Regions from separate parts of the Mus musculus genome. Here regions 1, 2, 4, 5, 6 and 7 are each linked to region 3. A link is a contact called in public HiCAR-type and promoter capture Hi-C data. All regions are on one chromosome and are shown on one strand. Each heading gives the region's core, a stretch centred on a gene start, on an enhancer-like site or on the middle of the called end of the contact. The rest is flanking DNA. Distances are from core to core; before and after follow the strand shown.

The links. Promoter capture Hi-C pulls out the DNA fragments that hold promoters and counts their contacts. HiCAR-type assays count read pairs that join an accessible place to other places.
Region 1: a contact with region 3 is called in a promoter capture Hi-C map of pre-B cells, with 3 times the contacts expected there. The contact joins the promoter of Rnf216 here to the promoter of Sdk1 in region 3.
Region 2: a contact with region 3 is called in a promoter capture Hi-C map of pre-B cells, with 4 times the contacts expected there. The contact joins the enhancer-like site here to the promoter of Sdk1 in region 3. A contact is called at or near these places in 5 of 39 promoter capture datasets (cranial neural crest, frontonasal cranial neural crest, maxillary cranial neural crest and 2 more), 1 of 484 Hi-C or Micro-C datasets (embryonic stem cells), 8 of 115 datasets of contacts at active chromatin or transcription factors (embryonic forebrain, embryonic limb bud, forebrain and 5 more) and 1 of 9 other capture datasets (embryonic stem cells).
Region 4: a contact with region 3 is called in a promoter capture Hi-C map of pre-B cells, with 6 times the contacts expected there. The contact joins the promoter of Ap5z1 here to the promoter of Sdk1 in region 3. A contact is called at or near these places in 3 of 39 promoter capture datasets (embryonic stem cells, hippocampal neurons and pre-B cells), 3 of 484 Hi-C or Micro-C datasets (cerebellar granule neurons, cortical neurons and myocytes) and 5 of 115 datasets of contacts at active chromatin or transcription factors (astrocytes, craniofacial prominence, embryonic forebrain and 2 more).
Region 5: a contact with region 3 is called in a HiCAR-type map of astrocytes, with 4 times the contacts expected there. The contact joins the promoter of Radil here to the promoter of Sdk1 in region 3. A contact is called at or near these places in 4 of 39 promoter capture datasets (embryonic stem cells, hippocampal neurons, liver and 1 more), 1 of 484 Hi-C or Micro-C datasets (embryonic stem cells) and 1 of 115 datasets of contacts at active chromatin or transcription factors (astrocytes).
Region 6: a promoter capture Hi-C map of hippocampal neurons shows a contact between it and region 3, with 4 times the contacts expected there. The contact joins the promoter of Mmd2 here to the promoter of Sdk1 in region 3. A contact is called at or near these places in 3 of 39 promoter capture datasets (the C10 cell line, hippocampal neurons and liver) and 1 of 484 Hi-C or Micro-C datasets (embryonic stem cells).
Region 7: a promoter capture Hi-C map of pre-B cells shows a contact between it and region 3, with 2.5 times the contacts expected there. The contact joins the promoter of Wipi2 here to the promoter of Sdk1 in region 3. A contact is called at or near these places in 1 of 39 promoter capture datasets (pre-B cells) and 1 of 115 datasets of contacts at active chromatin or transcription factors (large pre-B cells).

What each region holds. Positions count from the first base shown.
Region 1 is chr5:143,111,371-143,114,367 of GRCm38.p6, reverse strand. It overlaps Rnf216 (ring finger protein 216), which reads left to right and starts at 1,348. Exons shown (of 17, transcript NM_080561.4): 1 at 1,348-1,469.
Region 2 is chr5:142,414,790-142,417,489 of GRCm38.p6, reverse strand. The region is part of intron 1 of Foxk1 (forkhead box K1); the gene reads right to left. Among named protein-coding and RNA genes, the nearest start is that of Foxk1, 15 kb to the right of the region's middle. Within about 2 kb of position 1,294, at least 102 of the 459 cell types and tissues checked have an H3K27ac peak or open chromatin away from gene starts, as enhancers often do. A contact at or near this core is called in pre-B cells, pro-B cells and regulatory T cell precursor, where this site is marked.
Region 3 is chr5:141,240,100-141,242,847 of GRCm38.p6, reverse strand. It overlaps Sdk1 (sidekick cell adhesion molecule 1), which reads right to left and starts at 1,314. Exons shown (of 45, transcript NM_177879.5): 1 at 756-1,314. The coding sequence starts at 999.
Region 4 is chr5:142,462,635-142,465,401 of GRCm38.p6, reverse strand. It overlaps Ap5z1 (adaptor-related protein complex 5, zeta 1 subunit), which reads right to left and starts at 1,471. Exons shown (of 17, transcript NM_172725.2): 1 at 1,267-1,471. The coding sequence starts at 1,307.
Region 5 is chr5:142,549,712-142,552,422 of GRCm38.p6, reverse strand. It overlaps Radil (Ras association and DIL domains), which reads left to right and starts at 1,325. Exons shown (of 15, transcript NM_178702.4): 1 at 1,325-1,443.
Region 6 is chr5:142,607,501-142,610,560 of GRCm38.p6, reverse strand. Mmd2 (monocyte to macrophage differentiation-associated 2) reads left to right here and starts at 1,809. Exons shown (of 7, transcript NM_175217.6): 1 at 1,809-2,003. The coding sequence starts at 1,954.
Region 7 is chr5:142,628,327-142,631,275 of GRCm38.p6, reverse strand. It overlaps Wipi2 (WD repeat domain, phosphoinositide interacting 2), which reads right to left and starts at 1,692. Exons shown (of 12, transcript NM_178398.4): 1 at 1,444-1,692. The coding sequence starts at 1,517.

The DNA of each region.
Region 1 (2,997 bases), core at 99-2,598, 1.9 Mb before region 3:
CACAGAGCACACACACAAGCATATACACACACACATACACACAAGCACACATAACATACACAAGCACGTCATACACTCATTTGTATACAACATACACACACATAAGCACAGACACACAGAGCACACACATAACATATACACATACACACAAGCACACACACAGAGCACAAACACACCATATACACACATACACACACAAGCATATCTACACACGCACATCCACACAAGCACACATAACATACATAAGCACAGACACACAGAGCACACATACACACATGAGCACAGATACACATATATACAAGCACACATAATATACACACACACAAGCACACCACACACTCATATTCATATATATATATATATATATATATATATATATATATATATATATATATAACATAAACACAAGCACAGGCACACATTACATATACACACCATATACACATACGCATATAAGCACACATACACACACTCATACACACAAGCATACACAACATATACACACACACACAAGCACACACACTTATACATACACAACCTATAGAAGCCCAGACAGAGCACACAGATACATCATACACATACATATACACACATACAACCACACACACAACTTGAGGTTTTTTTATTTATTTAAAAAAAAATTTTTTTTGAGACAGGATTTCTCTGTGTAGCCCTGGCTATACTGAACTCACTCTGTAGATCAGGCTGGCCTCGAACTCAGGGCTTCCTCTGCCTCCCAAGTGCTGGGATCAAAGGTGTGGACCATCACTGCCTGGCTGAAAAAAATTCAATTTCTATTTTTTATTTTGATTTTATGCATATGCATGTTTTGCCTGCATGTATATCGGTGTACAACTTGCATGCTTGGTGCCCACAGAGGCTGGAAGAGATCGTCAGGGATCTTCTAGAACTGAAATTACAGACCACTGTGAGCTGCAATGAGGGTTCCATGAATCAAATTTGGGTCGGTGCTCTTGAGCGCTGGCCAGCACTCCAACCTTGATTGAACAGAGCTGGAACTTTTACTCTTCACCAAATACCTTGGGAGGAGAGTTGGGTCATTTTACCTTTCTCACCTGGTACAGAGCATCACCTCAAGAGGGGATAGATACGTGATTAATCGGTTGATTTCATAGCTAAATCGGGGCGGCTACAGTGACCCTGTGGTTCAGCTGTTCTTTTGTCTTCCCACAGCAAGGAGGAGTCAAGGTTCTGCAGTCGTGGAGCCTGGATGGAGGCCGGCTAGGCACCCATCTCTATGGTCTCGCTCTCCAGGTCCCTCCTCCCCGACTGTCCGCGTCCCTCTATGGTTCTTCCTGTTATTAGTCGGGAGGGGGCGCTGCGCGCAGGCGCGAGGTGGACGCGGTGGCGAGGCCGGAAGGAACGCAGTAGCGGCCTCGGTGGCGGCGGCGGCGGTCGCAGCGGCGGCGGTCGCAGCGGGGGAGCTTTTCCAGCGGCTGCTTCTTCAGGTGAACTTGAGACTGAACTCCCGGGCGTCGAGCCGCGCTCGCGGAGCTGGGCTGGCTGTGTTGGGGCGAGTCCGTGATGGGCGCTCGCGCGCGCGGTCTCCCGGGGCTGCGGGTCGAGCGAGGAGAGTGGCCTCCCGCCGGGGCGCCACCGGGGTGGGGGCGGGGCCCGAGGGGGACGCGCTCGCGAGCCCCGGGGGCCCGGGGACCCGCGCGGGGGGTGACGGGAGGGGAGCGACGCCGACGACCGCTGGCCTGCCGGCTCCCCTCCCGTCACTTGAGGAAGTTTCTCGGGCCGGCCTGCTGCGCGGGGGGCGCCGAGCTGCTGAGAGACGGTTCTCTGGCGGCTCGCTCTGGTGGCCGCGCTCCCCACCGCGGCCTGGAGAAGCGGAAGAGGCGACCGACTGGCGACTTCGAACTCCAGCCCGGGCCAGTTTGGGGCCCCTTGGAGTCCAAGTTGACGCCTGTCATCCCAGTCTGAGCTCCCGAGTGAAGGGGACTTGAAACTCCTGCAGTCGGGAGTCCCGGTGCGTGGTAGCGGAGAGCGCTCCCGTGCGCGTGGCACCCTGGGGTGAGCGGCAAGACCCACGCTCGAGGGGACGAGGCGGCCCCTCGTGGGGCTCCTCGGTGATCCCGAACTCCTTGCATCTCCAAAGGGTGCAATGACTTGGTATCCTCTTCTCCATTGTGCTAAGTGTCTTGGACGCCATCTCCGCTGGGGTTTGTCTTGGATTCGTTTCTTTTCTTTTCTTCATTTTTTTTTTTTTTTTAATTTTTCTGCATAGCCGAGGCTAGCCTGAAACCTGAAAAGTAGAGGCTGGGCCCAAGGGACTCAGGAATTTGCATGCCTCTGCCCTGGTGTAGGCCACCCCACCACATCTTGCCATTATGTTGTTATTGTTATTGTTATTGTTATTGTTATTGTTATTGTTGAGTCTAACTGTAGCCCTTGCGGGCATGTAGCTCAGAGGTCTGCTTGCCTCTGCTTCCTGATTAAAGGCATGTGTCATTTTTCTCCTACTCAACAGCCGCTCTACCTTTGAGCTCCACTCTCAACTCCTTGCTGGATTTTTTTGTTGTTGTTGTTTTGTTTTTTGTTTTTCGCGACAGGGTTTTTCTGTGCAGTTCTGCCTGTCCTGAAACTCACTTTGTAGACCTCAGAACTCAGAAATCCGCCTGCCTCTGCCTCCCAAGTGCTGGGATTAAAGGCATGCGCCGCCGCCGCCGCCGCCACCACCACCACCGCCCAGCTTCCTTGCTGGATTTTTGTTTGTTTGGTTTGGTTTGGGTGAGACTAATGGATTTATTGTGTTTTCCTTCAGAGCAAGGGTGAAAGAGTATGTATAGGAGCCTGTGTGCATCAGGGTCAAGTTTTCATCCCCACCATGAACGGTGACCTTATGAAAGCTCCGTCTGCTTGTTATTTTAACATGTAGAGAAGGGGCTTGTCACTGCCCTTGCTTGGAGGGAAGGACAGTATTTTTATGACCTTAGCTTATCCTAATTAAGAAATAGCCAAGCTCTGCCTTCT
Region 2 (2,700 bases), core at 45-2,544, 1.2 Mb before region 3:
ACACAGAGCCAGAAAAAGAGCAACTGTCCCACAAGTACCAGATACAGAGAAAGAAACCCAAGCTGTAGACCTGCTGTGATGTCACATGCAGGCGCTAGGGCGCCTCCATGGTCCAGTGTCTATCAAAAGTGGCCTTAACCTGTGTGTGCAGTGACCTGGAACCTCCCACTGGGCAGCCAAGCAGCTCTGCCATGCGTGGCCCCTCCATTTCCTCCTTCTAGGAGCATGGTGGGTGCATCTGCCACAGCACCAAGCACACCCAGCAGGGCCCTGGTGGTGCTCATTTCTCTGAAGGAGAGGCAGCAATATGGTTTGGTGGCTAAGGTTCCTGTCACCTGAATTCCATCACCAGCACCCAGAGGGCAGAAGAAGAGAACAGACTCCCACATGTTGTCCTCTGACTGCTACATATGTGCTGCCCAAGTGCACAAACACACAATAAACAAATGGAATGTTTTTTTAAAAAAATTAAATCCCTAACTCAAGGACCCACTGAAAGAGAACTTGAAATTAGATTCAGGGTGTTTATGAACAGACAGACAGACGGACAGACCTGAAGACCTTAGGCTCGCAGAGAAACTACAGCTTCAGTCCCAGGTCAGCAGTCAACCACAGCCCTTGACACATCTCAGAACTGTAGTCTCCTAACTCCTTCTACTAGGAAACAAAGACTTCTAAACATTTGCTGCTTTTTCTTTTTTTTGTGTTATGAGACAGTCTTACTATGTAGCTACAGGCTGGCCTTAGAGTTATTACGTAGCCCAGGCTAGTCTCAGGTCTGTGACACTCTTCCACCTCCCCAGTGCAGGGAGGTGGTGGTGGTAGGGATTGTAGATCTGTCCACCAGGCCTGCCCTGTGAAACCTAGATTTAGAGTCAGTCATTTTAACCAGGCCTTTCCCCAAGGGAGCTTCTTTCTTCAGGTCTATTCTGCCTTCCGGGCAGACGGCTCACACCAGCAGCCATTGATAAGATCTGATCAAAGGCAGAGGAAGCCTCTAGTTCTCCAGAGGGAGAAGAGCAGGGGTTAGAGATGTTTACAAAACAGCGGAGACTCCAGCTTAGAGACCTCTAAGCCGGCCCAGATAAGAACCCAAACAAAACAAAGGCGCCTCTTATCATCGGGAGGAATTTGCAAGAGCCTTTATTTGGTTTAACCCTCCTCTCTTACAGCACACTCCTCGGAAGGACAGCTGGCCCCACAGGGGACTGCTTGGCTCTCCTAGTCTCCCTGTACCCAAATTTAGAAGAGGCCCGAGCCTGAGAACCAGCACCAAGCCACAGCTCTGCAATCTTAGTAAGACAGGATGCCACTCGGGGCCCACGTGGCCTAGAAAGATCTGAGGTGAGTGAGATGGCTCAGCCGGTAGAGTGAACGGACCCACGTGACTCCCCAAAGCTGTCCTGATCTCCATACCCCAATCATGATGCCTATCCCCTCCTCAGACAATTAAGTAAATAAAACATAAAAAATAAAATAAAATAAAATAGCTTTCTTTATTTTGAAAGAAAAGAAGAATCAGGAAAGACACACTGGAAAGAAAAGGCACAAGGAATAAATGGATACCCAGCTGGGAATGGTACTCTGTGTGGGAGGCTGAGGCAGGAGGATTGTGAGTTGGAGGTTAGCTTGGGCCAAATGAAACCCTGTAGCAGAAAAAAGAACTTTTTTTTTCAAGAGCTGTCAGGCCATTTCCCTCTCCTGCATGTACCTAGGTTTCTAAATAAATTTTAATACTTTGAAGGAGCAATTACCCATTTGGGGAAACTGGGCCATAAAGCAGATTAATAACGCTGAATAATCGCTTGGGGAGGAGCTGGCTCCCTTCTCGGGATACACTAAACTGGTTTAACCGTTATGTAAATCGCATCCTTGGTCCTGTGATTTATCCCTGATGGCCCATTAGTCCGGATGGTTTGCTCTGCAATAAAAACAGCTCCAGAAGCCTGCAGGGCTACTTAGAGGAGCCTGAGGGATGAGGACCAGGAGTTCAAGGCCAGTTTGGGCAACTTAATAAAATCCTATCTCAAAATAGTAAAAGGGCTGGGAGCATGGGCCCTAGGTAGAACCTTTGCCTAGAGCCCTCCACCCCCAGTGAAAGGCTGGAGGTGTGGCTCAGGAGTACAGAACTGGCCTAGACCCCCGCCCCTCCCCCCCATTAAAAGGCTCTGGATTCTATTCATAATACTGGTATGAAAAACCCTAGCCAGAGACTGCCTACCAGTGTCCACCCCTAGTTCCCCCAAATGTTCACTCTAGCTGAGGACCCTCCTGTCCCTTAGCACCTGTCCCCACCTCCCAAGGTGGTCCTGTACAAAGTGGGTACCTGGGCATCCCAGCCCAGAAGATCACCATTTCCTGTCTTTCAAGCCCTCTAACTTGCTCCAGTCTTCCAGTATCACATCTCCTGGAGACCCCAGTTCTCCACATGGCATCTCCATGGACAGAGGCAGAAAGCCTGAAAGTTGGTTTTAAATGTCAAGCAGCAAGTTTGCTGACCTCCCTCAACAACTCCTCCCCATAAACCCAGAAGCACAGAGGGTGGACGCCAGAGGCTGGGACACTGTCTTCCTTCAAAGTATGGTGGCACTTCTTATAATCCCAGGTATAGGGTGGGGGCACGCACGCACACGCGCGCATGCACACGCGCACACACACACACAATTAAAACGTTTTTATGACTGTGTGGGTAAAGATGCC
Region 3 (2,748 bases), core at 65-2,564:
AGTTCACCCCAGAGGTGTCACCCCAAGACTGTGTAACTCTCTATAGCTCAGCCCTGAGGTATCTACCTGCAAAGTCACCTCAGTGATGTCCACCCCTAATATAGTTCACCCCAAAGGTGTCACCCCAAGACTTTGCAGCCCTGAAACTCAGTCCAAAGGTATCCACTCATAACATAGCCCATCCCAGATGGTGCCCACAAAGTATACCACAGGGTGTCACCCCTCAAGCTCAGCTCATAGGTGTCCACTTGCAAAGTCACCTCAGAGATGTCCAGTCATAATGCATACCAAGTGGTGCCCACAAAATTCACCCAAAGGTGTCACCCAAGATTGTGTACCCCTAAACCTCAGCCCAGAAGTATATTACTTGCAAAGTCACCTCAGGGGTTTCCACTCATATAGTACATCCCAAAGGTGTGACCCTAAGACTACACAGCCCTGAAACTCAGCCCAGATATACCCACTCACAACATAGTCTATCCCAGGTAGCACCCACAAAGTACACTGCGGGTTGTCACCCCAAGATTGTGCACCCCTGAAGCCCAGCCCATAGGTGTCCACTTGCAAAGTCACCTCAGAGATGTCCACTCATAATACAGACCAGGTGGAGCCCACAAAGTCCACCCCTGGGGTGTCACCTCTGGCGGCGCGCGCTTCAGGAGTCCACCCCGGGACTGCGCACCCCTAAAGCCCACCCCGGGAGGCACCCACAAAGTCCACCTCGGGGGTGTCTCGGCGGTCAGGCCCGCACCTACCTTGCGCCAGCGCCCGCAGCAAGTGCAGCTGGAGCAACAGCAGCGCCCACCACCCGCGGCCCGGCCTCAACTTTGCCGCCCGCCGGCCCGCGCCCGGCCCGGGGGTCCTGGGCGCTGCGCGCAGCCCTGGGCACTCGGGGTCGCAGTGGTGACCGGTCCGGCTCCTCCGCGGCCGCCCGGGCCCCGCTCGCTCAGGGGGCGCCGCGACTCCGCCGCCCGCCACCGAGGGCCGGGCGCGGGCCATGCCGCGGAGCCGCCACCCCCGGGCGCCGCGGGACGGGCAGGGCGGGCGGGAGCGCGCAGACCCGCTGAGGCAGCGGCGAGCGCCGAGGGGCGGCGTCCGGGCTCCGATGAGCAGCGAGCCGGGTCGAGGAGAAGTTGTCAGCGAGCGAGGAAATGCCCAGCACGTCGCCCCCGCTCCTCGCAGCCGCACAGCGCCGGCCCCGCAGCGCTCTGTGAGGGGAGCTGAGCAGAACGCCTCTGCCGCCGCCTCTGCCGCCGCCGCCCCCGCCCGGCGCTGAGGAGAAAGTGCGCCCGCCCGCGCGCCGGCTCTCGCCTCGGCCGCCGCGACCGCCGCGCCCCATTCACAGCCCGGCCGCACGCGCCGCCCGCGCCCGCCACCCGCATCTGATTGGCCGAGCCCGGCGGCTCTCGCGCCTGGGACCCGCCCCCACGGCGCTCGCTTGTTTTCAAACTCGCCGCGCCCGCCCGCTTGCAATTTCGTGCCCGGGCCCAGAGCGACTTCCCGCGCCCGCTGCGCCCCCTAGGGACCCGCGGCGGGGATTGCAGCCGGCGCGCCGTCTCGGCACGCGCTTCCCCGGCGGGCTTGTCTGCGGGGCGTGCTCAGGCGGGGCGGTGCCTGCTCCCTTGCCGGGAGACCCCAGGGGCTGAGCTGCACGTCCCGCGGGTGGGACGACACCAGGTGTGGCGGCCCCCTGGCACCGCAGTCCCTACTGAGCCCGAGGGACTAGGGATCGGAGGGCCAGTGGGCACGCCCCTCCATGCGTCCCGGGAGCCTTCCTGCTTCCAGCCAGGGACTCTGATGCTGGGGTGGTTCCGAGCCAAGTTGCTGTCATTGCAAAGGAGAAAGGCGCGCGATCGAGTTTTCAATTCCCAGCAATCAGAAGCACCGTGGGGCGCAAAGACGCAACCTATTCTGAGGAGTGGACATGGCTTTGGAAGAAGTGTCCAAGGTCATGCGTGGCCAGCAGGACCACAGTACAGGGTACTTCCCGCTGTGCGTGGGAGGATTTGGAGGAAGGACCTGCAGCGTCAAGGATCGGACATCCCAGGGCCTGGGGAGTCTGCAGGGGTGGAGAGGTCGGGATGGGCGCGGACCCTCAGCAGCATGTGGTAACCATTAGCTGAGTTTATAGGGTGAACTAAGCACGCTGGAGCCTAGAGGCTGGGACTTTTGTGAGAGGGAAACTGGAGAGAGAGGCGGGTAACAGTCCAGTCTTGCGTTTTTAGGAGTTATCGGAGAGCTTGTGATGGAGTTTGAGTGAGGTCATATATGACTAGAAGGCCAAAGAGACAGCGAGTGTGCCCTGCCAGGGGCTGGCTCCCTAGGAAGTGTGTTGTGTCAGCTTACAAGTACTTGTGATTGATGATTGTCCCTGCTAACAAAAAGCCCCAGGCAAGGGGCTGAGACTCGTGAGTTAGCGCTAATTCCTGTTTGCAGAGTCCCTGTACTGAGCTGCCTCTTGACACATCTGCCTGTGTTAACAGTTAAGGAAAAGTGGGGAAACTGACGCCCAGATAAAATTGGTGGGTTATGAGCTCTATCTGAAGACCCAGTCTCTGCCTTTTGCCCTTTCCTACACATGCTATGAAAAAGCAAAGGAATAAAAACTGCATCTAAAATATTCACTGTTCTCTGGGGCGGGGGAGGGGGGGTGCGGGGGGAGGCAGGGCTTCTAAATGGGCAATGGTTGCTAGGTAAAAGAAGTGTCCCCTCAGCGATGGCACCCCGAGAACAAGTGGATTCTGGCAG
Region 4 (2,767 bases), core at 222-2,721, 1.2 Mb before region 3:
GGCGCACGCCTTTAATCCCAGCACTTGGGAGGCAGAGGCAGGTGGATCTCTGTGAGTCTGAGGCCAGCTTGGTCTACAGAGTGAGTTTCAGGGGCCACACAGTAAAACTCTGTCTCAGCCATCTCTAAATAAATAAATAAATGGATCAGTTGTCTGTGGGCGCTGAGGAAGAGAGCCCCCAACTTCCTAAATCATGGCTGACAGTCCCACTATGGTGTCCTGACAGGGCTGATGGTTTGCAAACTGCCCCCATTTTGAGCCTGTCTGTCAGGTACTTGAACTTGGTTCTGCACTGTCTCTGCAGGTACCACATGTCCCAGGCCGAGGAAGGTCTCCAGTAGCTTTCCTACCACCCTCGCCTGCTTTGTTTCCTGCATCCTCCACCCAGAGTCTTATTGAGGCACCTAGAGAACAGGCTGGGTGAGCAAAAGGAGATACAAATGGCCCAGGGTTGTACCCAACTGGGGCAGTGATAAACCACAGATGCTATGAGACAGGATAGCGTTATTTTTGTGTTGGCATGAAAAGGTTACTGCTTAAAAATGAAAAGTACCCACCCAGTACTGAAGGCAAAGGAGGGCTGTGGGCCCATGGGGAGACTGTGTGGCTGGGTCACCAACCATTTTCCTAATAGATCTTAAGAAAACTGTCTTTGTTTTTTAATTTATTACATTTATTTATGTACATGTTGGGGTGCTCGAGTGGAGATCCAAAGACAACTTGCTGGAGTTGATTTTCTTCTTCCTCCCCGAGCCCCGGGGGTCGAATCGAGAGAGTCAGGCTTGGTGGCAAGGTCATTTACCTATTAAGTCCCTCTGTCTTCGGAGTACTGTCTTGTTCGTAGACTCCAGACTTTTAACTCTTTCAGGCTCTGGGAGATCCCAGAGATCTTAACCATTCTAAACTTTCCCCACGAGTGGCCCAGCTCAGAGTCCAGATTTGTCCCTTTGCATTTTCAGTTTACCAAATGCATCAGGTCTGGGCTTCGGGTAGTCGTTTCCTTCGCTGAATCACGTACCACCAAGTCTTGGGCTGGCTATTTGGGAAAGAACCTAGACTCTCAGTGCAGGGTCAGCACTAGCATGGACCCAGACACGATGAGGAGGATCCCTTAGCTGAGTTGTGCGCCTCACATTCCACGCAGGTCGCCCTGAGCCCCGGACCCGGCGCCACACGGAGACCCGAACCGTGCAGCGGGACCACCGCCTCCCCGCTCCTCCCCGGCTTCGTCTCACGCCCCGTGGCCCCAGCCCCAGATCGGCAGACCTGGCCTGGTGCAGCAGACTTTCCGCGCCCGCCGAGAACATGCCGACACGGCTCCAAGCCCACCAGTGCCCGAAACGTTGCCGCGGACTTCCGGGATCGTGTCACATGACGTGTCATGTGACCGGACTGTGTCTGCCCTCTTTCGCCCCACCTCTTACCCCCGCCACCACCCTCCCGCGTCCTGGCTGGATCACGTGGGAGAATCTGGAGCGCTAGCTGACGGCTTCCGGTGCCACACCACGTGGGAGGGCCATCCCTCCCACTCCCCCGCGCAAAAGACAGACCAGCTTCCGGTCCTGCGGCAGGTGGGCGGGGCGGGGCGGAGGCCTTGGCCAAAATATTGCAGTACAGAAGCCAGTTCCCGCCTAGCTCCTGGGCTTCTCTCCACGTCAGTCAGCAGCCAGGGAGTCATGGAACCGTGGTCCTTGGAACCCAGAACTCCTGGCTCCGAAACAGTTTCCTTTGATCCCGGAACTGCCAGTGGTAGACTCTAGACCTGGAGAGACTAGGCAGGCACATAGTTTAGCAGTAGGGTGACTAGATTTACCCCAGTGAGAGGCTGGGGGCGCGACTTGGTGGCAGAGAAAGAACATCCTTAGCAAAAGCTGTATGGCAGACACGTTTTATAAATTCTGTCAGGCTCTTTGCTGCAGAAATACCCAATGTCTTGCTAGTCTTGGGTTTTAAGATGAGGCCCTGGCACTATTCACCTATTTGGGTTGGGAGATGGGTGCCTATTGCACACACAGAAAAAGGAAACTGGTAGTAGACTGAGGAGCTGTCACAGTGGGAAAGACACTTGGACCCGTGTCTTTCTGGCTCTTGCCAATCAATACCTAGTGCTCATGGCCTAGTAATAAGCAAGGCTTCAGGGAGAAACGGGCAGAAGTAGAAACGGCTCAGCTGGTAAAAGTGAACATGAGTACCTGAGTTCCATCCCTGGGTGGCCATATAAAAATAAAACCCACACTTGCAGTCCCAGCACTGAGGAAGTGGAGATCGGAGTATCCCTAAGGGTTGCTGGCCGGCCCTAGCTTACTTGGCAAGTCCCAGGCCAACGAGAGATTCTGTCTCAGAGAAGAGGTAGGGCAAGAAAGAAGACTCAGAACCTGAAAGTGATTGACACACAGGCCTGACAGGCTGAGTTTGGGTCCTCAGAAGCTACATAAAACCTGAGCCCAGTAGTGTAAGGATTTGTAATCCCAGCACACCTACAGGAGATGGAGGAGGCAGGAGACTCTCCTGAGGCTGGAGGATAAGCCGCCCTGGCTTATGAGATGGTAAAGAGAATCTGTCTCAGACAAGGTGTAAGTAGCCATGAGGGTGGGCACCTGAAGGCTGTCCTCTGATCTGCTCACGTCTCCTGTGGCCAGTGTACATATGCCTATGCCTCTGCATGTGAACACACACCCCACTTGAGGAACAGCAGCTGAGGTTGTCCTCTGCCTCCACACAAATACACACACAGGTGCAGTCACACCCAAAAACATGTACACAGAAA
Region 5 (2,711 bases), core at 76-2,575, 1.3 Mb before region 3:
GAAGCATGGCAGCATCCAGGCAGGCATAGTGCTGGAAGAGGAACTGAGAGTTCTGCATCTCGATCCGCAGGCAGCAGGAGGCTGACCATATGTCATACTAGGTGTAGCTTGGGCATAGGAGACCTCAAAGTCCACCCCCACAGTGACACACTTCCTCCAACAAGACCACACCTCCTAATAGTGGCACTCTCTATGGGCCAAGCATTCAAACACAGAAGTGTATGGGGCCATATCTATTCAAACCACCCAGTGAGGAACTGTATTAAAGGGTTGCAACATTAAGGAAAGTTGAGAACTACTTCTCTACAGTATAGTTCTTGACAAACTGCCCACAAAAAGATATACTTCTCGGGTTAGGGTGTGCAGTTTGAGATCACTGAACATACCAGAGAGAAGTCAAAGCAAAATACATTATTTGGGTCAAGGACCTAGAGCTGATTTGGTCCCATTTTGCATGGTTTAAAGTTAGTCTGCCATAATTTGACTTGTGTTTTTAAAATTCTGGCTGCTTAGGGTTGAAGTGATTCAGTTGGTAGAGCATTTGTATTGCATACATGAGGCCCTTGGTTCGATCCCCAGAACTACATTAACTAGGCATGGTAGTGCAAGCTTGTAATTCCAACACAAGGACAATGGAGGTAATAGCATCAGGAGTGCAAGGCCAGCCTTGGTCACATGGAGTTTGAGGCCAATCTGGCATCTATGAGACCCTATCTAAAATGTAAAATAAAATTCTACGAAGGATACATTAAAATTAAAGAACTGGGGTTAAATGCTGACAACACACACTATATACACGTATGCAATTGTCAATGAATAAATAAAAATATATTCAATAAAATAAAAGTCTGGCCTTCCTGTCCCTGGTCAGTTTCATGCATATTCAGTTATGTACCTGTCCATCTTTGTCCACCCCTCCACCTTCGTCCACTAACTGGGGTGGAGGCCAAACACCACCTACTTGATCATAGAGTACACAACCCCAAAGCAGGGGGGCCCAAGAACAGGCCACGCCCTTCTTTCCTGCAGCCCCGCCCCTTGAGATACCACGACTCGACTTTGGGAAACTAGCCCCGCCCCCTTGCCGAGGCCACGCCCACTCAAAGGCCACACCTCTTAGAGAATCGTTCTTACCGTTGGGGACCAGAAGGGGGCGCTAGCGCACAGCCTATCTTTCTCGGTCGGCCAGGCCCGCCCTAATACATGTGACCCCGCCCACTCGAGGCTCCGTCTCTGCCCATTGGGCGCTGAGGTGTCAAGTTTCTGTTCGTCTCGCCCGACTCCCCGCCCTTAGAGGCTCCGCCCCCAGAGGCCCCGCCCCTTCGGAGGCCTCGCCCTGTCCGTTGCGCGGCCGGCAGGAGGCGCTTCGAGCCGGGCGCCAGCTCGGCTAACGGCGGGCGTGGGAGCCGCGCGCGGGGGACGCAGCTGACAGGCTGCGCTGAGGTGAGTGCGGGGCGCGAGAAGGAAGGTCAGCAGAGGCCGAGGATGGCCCAGGAGGTGCGGCTGGGCCACTGCGGGGACCCGCGGAGGGTGCGGAGACCGCGGGCTGAGACACGGGTGGCGGGGCACGCGCTGGGGCGGGGCCGCGCTGGTCACGGTCCCCACGGCGAGTCCGGGCGCGATGGAGGCAGGCTTGCTCGGTTGCCATGGAAACCGGCGAGCGCACGGGGCCTGGAGCGGCCCGGGGGAGCTGCACCTGAAGGCCGGGTGGGCGCGGGTTGCGTGGCCCCGTGGACTTCCAGGGGCAATCCGGGTTCCGTCACTCGTGGCCAAGGGACCTTTCCAGGCCTCAGTTTACCTGGTAGTGCTTTGGAGGTGCAATCTAACCTGGAACAACCCGAAAGAGCTCAAGGCGGGAGTCCCGCACTCGCCCACCAGGATGGTGGTGACACCCCCGCCTACACCCGTCCCGCATCGCGTCTCCTCCCCATCGGTGTGCCCGCGAGAGGCATTGTTTCTCCAGCTATTTCTGTATCATTTCCAGCCAGTCCCCCGACAAGTGCCGCGCCTGAGACAGATGCTGAGCTGGAGCTCCGAGGCCCTCAAAGGGATCTGGCTTCTGTCCCTGGGGAGCCCTGGGATGGGGGCCTGACAGGCTGCAGACCTGCCCGGCCCAGCCTCTGTCGCCTGTCGAGTGTTTGGTTAATCTGAATTACCAAAAAGAATTTGATTACTGGTGTCTCTCGGTGCTGCGGGCCACCTCTTGTGCATTCCAGAGAGGAGCTTCTCTTTAATCCTGCTGGGAGAAGTCAGTCCCTTTTTGCTAAGTGACTAGCGGCCCAAATGAAACCTGATTGAATTATGCTTGCCTTTAAAGCCGCCCTCCAGCTGGAGCCATAAAGATAGGATTTGTGGATGAGGGGAGGAGGCTAATGCGCCGTCTGCAAAGTTGACTGCTCAGTTTTTCTTCTGTTGGAATGATAATGTGTTCCACATTGTCCTGTTGGAACAGAGACGTCCCTCCACCCATGTCAGCCGTCGTTGACCTCACTGCCTGCCTGGTCTCTGTGACTTAACCTTACTTTTTTTCCTTTTCTTTCTTTTTTCTCTTTTCTTCCTTTCTTTTTTTCTTTTTTAAAAAAGCAGAATCGGAGAACAAGAAAAGAGACAATTTCTGAGGCAGCCACGGCGAGAGCCCTGCGTGTACTCTTGACTCTCTGGGACCTGAGCTGTCCTCAAATGTTTGTGTGTCAGAGGCGAGAATGAGGCAG
Region 6 (3,060 bases), core at 560-3,059, 1.4 Mb before region 3:
TCCAAACAAGAACTAGAGCAAGGCCACTTAGGAGGCCTTGTTCCCAGCCACTTGGGAGGCCGAAGATAGGAGGATCACAAGTTCACTGTCAGCCTGGGCTACAGAGTGGGTTCAAGGCCAGCTTGAGTAAGTTTGCCTGGCTATCTGAAAAAAAAAAAAAAAAAAGTGAAAGGGGACCAGAGATGTAATCTAATCATGGAGTGTCCATCTAGCATGTGCTGGAGCCTGAATTCAACCTGTAGCACTGGGTAAAAATAAGCAAATTGAGACGATCAGGGGGCTATGGACTTAGGAAGGGGGAAGCCATGGTGGAGGAGGAGAGGACTTGTCGTCAATTTGGGGACCCATCTGGTCACCTTGCATACATGGTCAAGAAGCAGAGAGATGCTGGGCCGGGGTGATGCACACCTTTAATCCCAGCATTGAGGCAGAGGTAAGTGGATCTCTGAGTTCAAGGGCAGCCTGGTCTACAGAGTGGTAGCCAGGGCGACCCAGAGAAACCCTATCTCTAAAAACAAAACCGCCACCACCAACAACAAAAAGAATCTAGGAGACAGGAACTCTGGCATTAAGTTCACAATATTTCTTTTATTCAAGGCCAGCCCCCAGCCCAGGATCAAGGTCCAGCTCACATTTAGGGGTGGCCTTCCTTCCCTTACCCAACCAATAAGATCCCTCACAGACATGCCCAGAGGTTGTATCTTTGGTGATTCTAGATCCTGCCAAGTGGAAAGTCAACAATAGTAGCTGTCATGAACACCAAAGACCATCTTGCCCCTGCAGCTCCCTCAAGGGGTGTTCAAAATGTTCAGAGACAGATTGGGTTCCCACGTCCTCCAAAGATGTCACGCCCCCCCCTAAAGCAGAAAGCTGAATCTGGTGGCTGGTGAGCCAGCTCAACAGGTAAAGATGCTTGTCTTCAAGCCGGAAGACCTGAGTTTTGTCCCTAAGTTGTCCATGGTGTAGGAACAAAGCTAACTCCTGCAAGTTGCCTTCTGCCCTCTACACGCATGATAAATACGTAACTGCAGGCGGCTGGAGAGCTTGCTCAGCGGTTGAGTGCTTCCTGTGCATACAGAGGATTGGAGTTCGAATCCCAACACCCGCTTCGGTTGCCTCACAACTGCCCCTAACTCCCGCTCCTGGGGATCCCAGACTTCTTATCTCCACACACTTGCACTCACATATGCACATAGCCCCACCCCCACCCTGCGCACATATACACACATAAATTAAAAATAAATGCTTTAAAATATTAAAATGCAATAAAGTAATAATAAAAAGAAAACTGGAGTTTGAAGACATGAGGATAGACTTGGGGCTGTAGATTCTGAACATGATGGAATGTCCCCATCTTGGTACTGGGATGTGGATGTGAATGGGGATTGGGGCAGGGGGCAGGGGGGAGGGGAGCAGCGGCGAAGGTGGAATGGGAGGGGGTGGAGCAAGATGGTTCCTAGAGACACAGAGTCCTGGATGGTAGGGTGGATTCAGGGCTAAGAGCCTGCAATAAGTAAACTGAGGGTGCCACCTAGTTCGGTCCCCAGGCGTCCCCTGTGGCTTTGCAGTGCTGCCCGGATGGCAAGCCGTAACAGAGGCAGTTCAGTCTAGTCCAAGCTGTCTTCTGCTGGCTAGAACAGCAATGGGGTGGAGGGGACCCGGGGAGAAGCTAGCAGGAGGGAGGGGGCCTCCCAGCCGGGCGATTGGCAGCGTGCGCCCAAGTCCCCCCCATATCCCGCCCCCGCCCCGCCCCCGCCACCATCTGCTCGGGATTTGCGATCCGGGAGACTCCAGGCTCAGGGGCTCGGGGCTCCGGAGGCAACTGATCGGGTCTGTTCAAGGCCCTGGAGCAGCCCGAGGATCTGACACCTTTCCAACCTGCTGCGCCTCCCGAAGCGGCTCCTGGTGTTCCCGCGTCCCAGCCCTGGTCTGGGCGCTGATGGAACCGCGGCGATGTTCACTCTGGCCAGGCTGCTGGATTTCCAGAAAACCAAATATGCAAGGTGAGTAGCGGGTCAGGGGGTGATAGACAGGGGCCAGGACACCAAGATCCTTCTTTCCTTTCCCCACTGTCTGGAGAACTGGGCTCGATGCACAGACCCCGTTGCCTGGGGCTAGAACAACCCAGCTTCTTCATAACGGAGTGGTAATTGTCACCCCGCTTTTGCGCTCAGCGCAGCGGATTCTCCGAGTTTCCTTTTTCCCCTGGGCGAGGTGCTTCTTCGGTCCAAAGCTCAGTTTCCACATTTGCGACCCGGTGAACTCTGAGAGTCTCCACCATTCGGAACCACGGAGGATTATATGAGATGATCCTTAGAAAGCAAATCTAAGGGTGGGGGAACTGCTCCATCCCTGTGGAGCTCTCTGGGGTCCTCCCTGAACCCAGATTTCTTTTCTTTTCTTTCTTTTATTTTATTTATTTATTTTTTGAGTCAGGTCTCACTATAGTAGTCCTGGCTGGCTTGGACCCTCCTTTGTAGACCAAGCTGTCCTTTGACCTCACAGAGCTCTGTCTAGCTCGGGAACACTGGTCCTTCTTTTCCTGTTTTCGAGACAGTCTTGCTACATACCCTAGGCTGGCCTTGATCTCACTATGTAGCCCAGGCTTGTCTTGAACTTAATTCTTCAGCCTTAGCCCCCCTGGATGCTGAAATTAGGGCTGGGACTCACAAGAGTATATTTTAGTTAACATTTTGTATACCTGATTCCCATCTGAACACGTTAGTTGTGAGTTATTTTGCATTGTGTTTTTTTAATACGAAGTTTTCATTATCTGGTGTGCATTTTGATTTGATTTGGTTGTCTTGAACGAGTATCATTATTATTACTATTATTTTTATTGCATGTGGGGTTGTGTACCCCACACATATATGGAGGTCAGACAATGTTGTGGAGTTGAATCTTTCCTTCCCACTATCTATGAATTCCAGAGATTGAACCCTGGTCTCCAGGCTTTTGTGGCAAACTCCGTGACTTGCTGAGCCATCTTGTCATGCCTTTCCTAGTCCTTTTTTTAATTTTATTTTTAAAAAATGTCTCATTCTATAGCCTAGTAGCCCA
Region 7 (2,949 bases), core at 443-2,942, 1.4 Mb before region 3:
TGCTTACTCACTAGGCAAATTGCAACAGGTTGTCCCTGTAGCCTTTGTTGTGCTGGCTTTAGGACACGACACAATTTTTAGCAGCCTGAACGTGTGAGAGGTACACACCTGCCAGTGTGCATACACTTGTGTGGAGGTCAGTTGTTTAGGCCAGGTGTCTCCCTCTTTATTTACCAAAGTAGGGTCTCTTCCCTGAACCCCAGAGCTCACTGACCCTGCTCATCTAACTAGCCAGGGATCTGCTGGGATTATAGACAGCTGCCTAGCTTTTCTATGGGTGCTGGGATCCCAACTCTGGGCCTCAGAGTTGTGTGACAAGTGCTTTATCCACTGAACCAGCTCTCCAGTGCCCAGGTCCACTATTACTTCTGGACTCAGTGTCTTTAGCATTCTGTTCTAATGTAGAAAAGACCCAGTGTGTTACAACGGAAAGAACACCAGGAGAGCAACCTCAGGGGATGAGAACCCAAGCCTGCCCCATCCCACTATTAGCCAACTTTAAGATCCTGACAGACTCTAGCCCTTTCTGAACTTCACAGTCTCATTTGTGGCTGGTCCCAATTTCAGGACAGCACCTCCTTCTTGAGCTCGTCTAAAGGTCCAACTGAGCACCTGTTGCACCTCCCTCCACACAGGTACTTGCCATTCTCCAATCTAACTTTTAAGTGAGGAAAAACAAAAGCCTCAGTCCCTGCCTTGCTAATGCTATTGTGCCAGTAGCGACCAACTACTTAGTGTGATGCCAAGTGACCCATTCCTCCTCCTCTTACATCACTTCCTCTTACTCACTTCCCAAGATGGCTCTTCTCCCTTCCAGTCCCATAACTCATCCATCCTTCATCAGAAACCTCATCTATTACCTACCTTCCAGGTATGCCAACGAGGCAGCCTTGAAGAACCAGATGGGGAACTACAGGAGTTCAGTCCGGTAAAACAGTGGACCGGTACGAAGGTTCTTTTTTACCCCAGGAATAGCCCACCTCACCCCCTTTTGAAGCTCCCAGACCCCTTGAGGATAAAGTCTCAGATCGAAGGCCTGGATTACTACTGCCGTTTGGTCCTTTTTTGGAGGAGACCAAAGTTACTTGCCAGAAAGGTCGGCAGAGAAGAAATAAGCAAACAGAAAAAGAAAAGCCATGAAAAGCGACAGAAGCAGTGAGGATACAGATGTATAGAAAGGGGGAGGCGGGCGATGCCCAGGATGGCCGCAAAACCGAGTCCGGGTGACAGGCGCAAACCGGCGTGCACAGTTCCTTCCTAACTTTGCGAAAGGCCAGGTCTCAGGACAGGTGGATGGGGGCACCCCGAGTTCCATCACCTCCCCCGGCCCAGGAGGCAGCAGCGCTCGAGCGGCCGCGCGGGCTCAGCACGCCCCCCGCCCATACCCCTCAACCTGACCAGCCCTGGTCTCTGCCCCGGCCCCGCGTCCGCGCCCGGCCTTACGTGTTATCCTGGTTGAAGTTGGCGAACAGCAGCTGGCCGGCGCCGGCCTCTCCGCTCTGGCTCGCCAGGTTCATGGCTGCGAGCGCGCGACGGCCTCGGACCCCCCTTGGCGGGAGCGCGCGCAGCTCGACTCGGGCGGCCCGCGGGAGCACGCTACACTCAGGATCGACGTCCGGTCCGGCAGGTCGCCCCGCTCGCCGCCTCTCGCTGCGCGGGGACCAACTGCCGCCTCATCCCGTCCCCACTCTTGTTTATGCTCCAGAGCCGGGACGGGCTGCGCGCTTGCGCGGTCCCGCCCACCCTCGCGTCGCACGGCGGCGTTCCGCGCAGGCCCGCTGCGTAGGCCCCGCCTCTTCGCCGCAGGCATCCGCGGGTGTTTCCGGTCGACTGCGCATGCATAAAGGTGCGCTGGTGGGTGCGCCTGCGCGTGGCGGAGAGTGGGCGGGGGCTTGCTGTCTGAGAACGGCGAGTTACCTCGTTGGTCCTGAGTCGTTGATCATTGTTCTAGGAACTTTGGCGCACCGCGTTGCTCGAAGAGAATGTCGCACGTCCGTTTTGCAGATTTGAAAAGCGAGGCGCAGAACTGCAAACGATTTGCCAAATGTTGGGTCTGAGACTGGAAAGGCGCGTGCGGTCACGGTCCTTGGGACAGGATTCTACTTTAAATGTATTGGTCCGTGCAACAGTCTATGGGAAGCACCTTTCTCTCCTTCCCGCTGCTTCCCTTCTTTCCTTTCTCTTCTTCCCTTCAAGGAGATAGAAATGTTCTGGTGGCGAAGGTCCTGGAGAAGAGAGAGACTTGTTCTGTGCTGTTAGAACTGAACCTCTAGGCAAGAGGCTGGTAGTTCCCAAGAGCAGTGTGCTGTCCTTGAGGACAGTTAAGCGGGGAGCAAAGTCGAACTTTGTTAGTACAGCCAGAGGGGCAAAGATGGCAAAGTTGTTGAGGAAAAGATGGCGCACACTTTCCCACCCTTCCTGTTTCGTGTTTTTGTTTTGTTTGTTGTCTTTGGATCGGGGCTCATCTATCTTAGGCTAGCTTTGGACTCTGTAGCTGAGGTTGACCTTGAATTCCCGGTCTTCCTGCCTTTACCTCTTAAAAGATTATGGAGCTGCACCACCACGCTTGTTTAAAGTAGCCTTTAAAATGGTTTGCTTTAGCCTTTGGAGACCTTGGCTCTTCTGGAACTCACCATCTTAATCTTCAATGCATAGAAATATACTGCCCTCGGCCATCTGCCCTCCGTCCTCTGCCCTCTGGTGCTGGAATTAAATGTGCTACGATTCCCAGCTTTTCTTTTTTTTTTTTTTAATGAATTCTTTAAGAATTTCATGCAAAGCATTTTGATCATATTCAACCTCACCACCACCCAGATCCACTCTTCTTCCCTACCCACCCAACTTTATGTCTTTTTTTTTTTCAGTCTTTCTTTTTTAAACCCACCAATTCCATTTTGTGTTGCCTATATAGTTTTGGATATGGTCTTCCACTGGAAGACCTATCGGAGA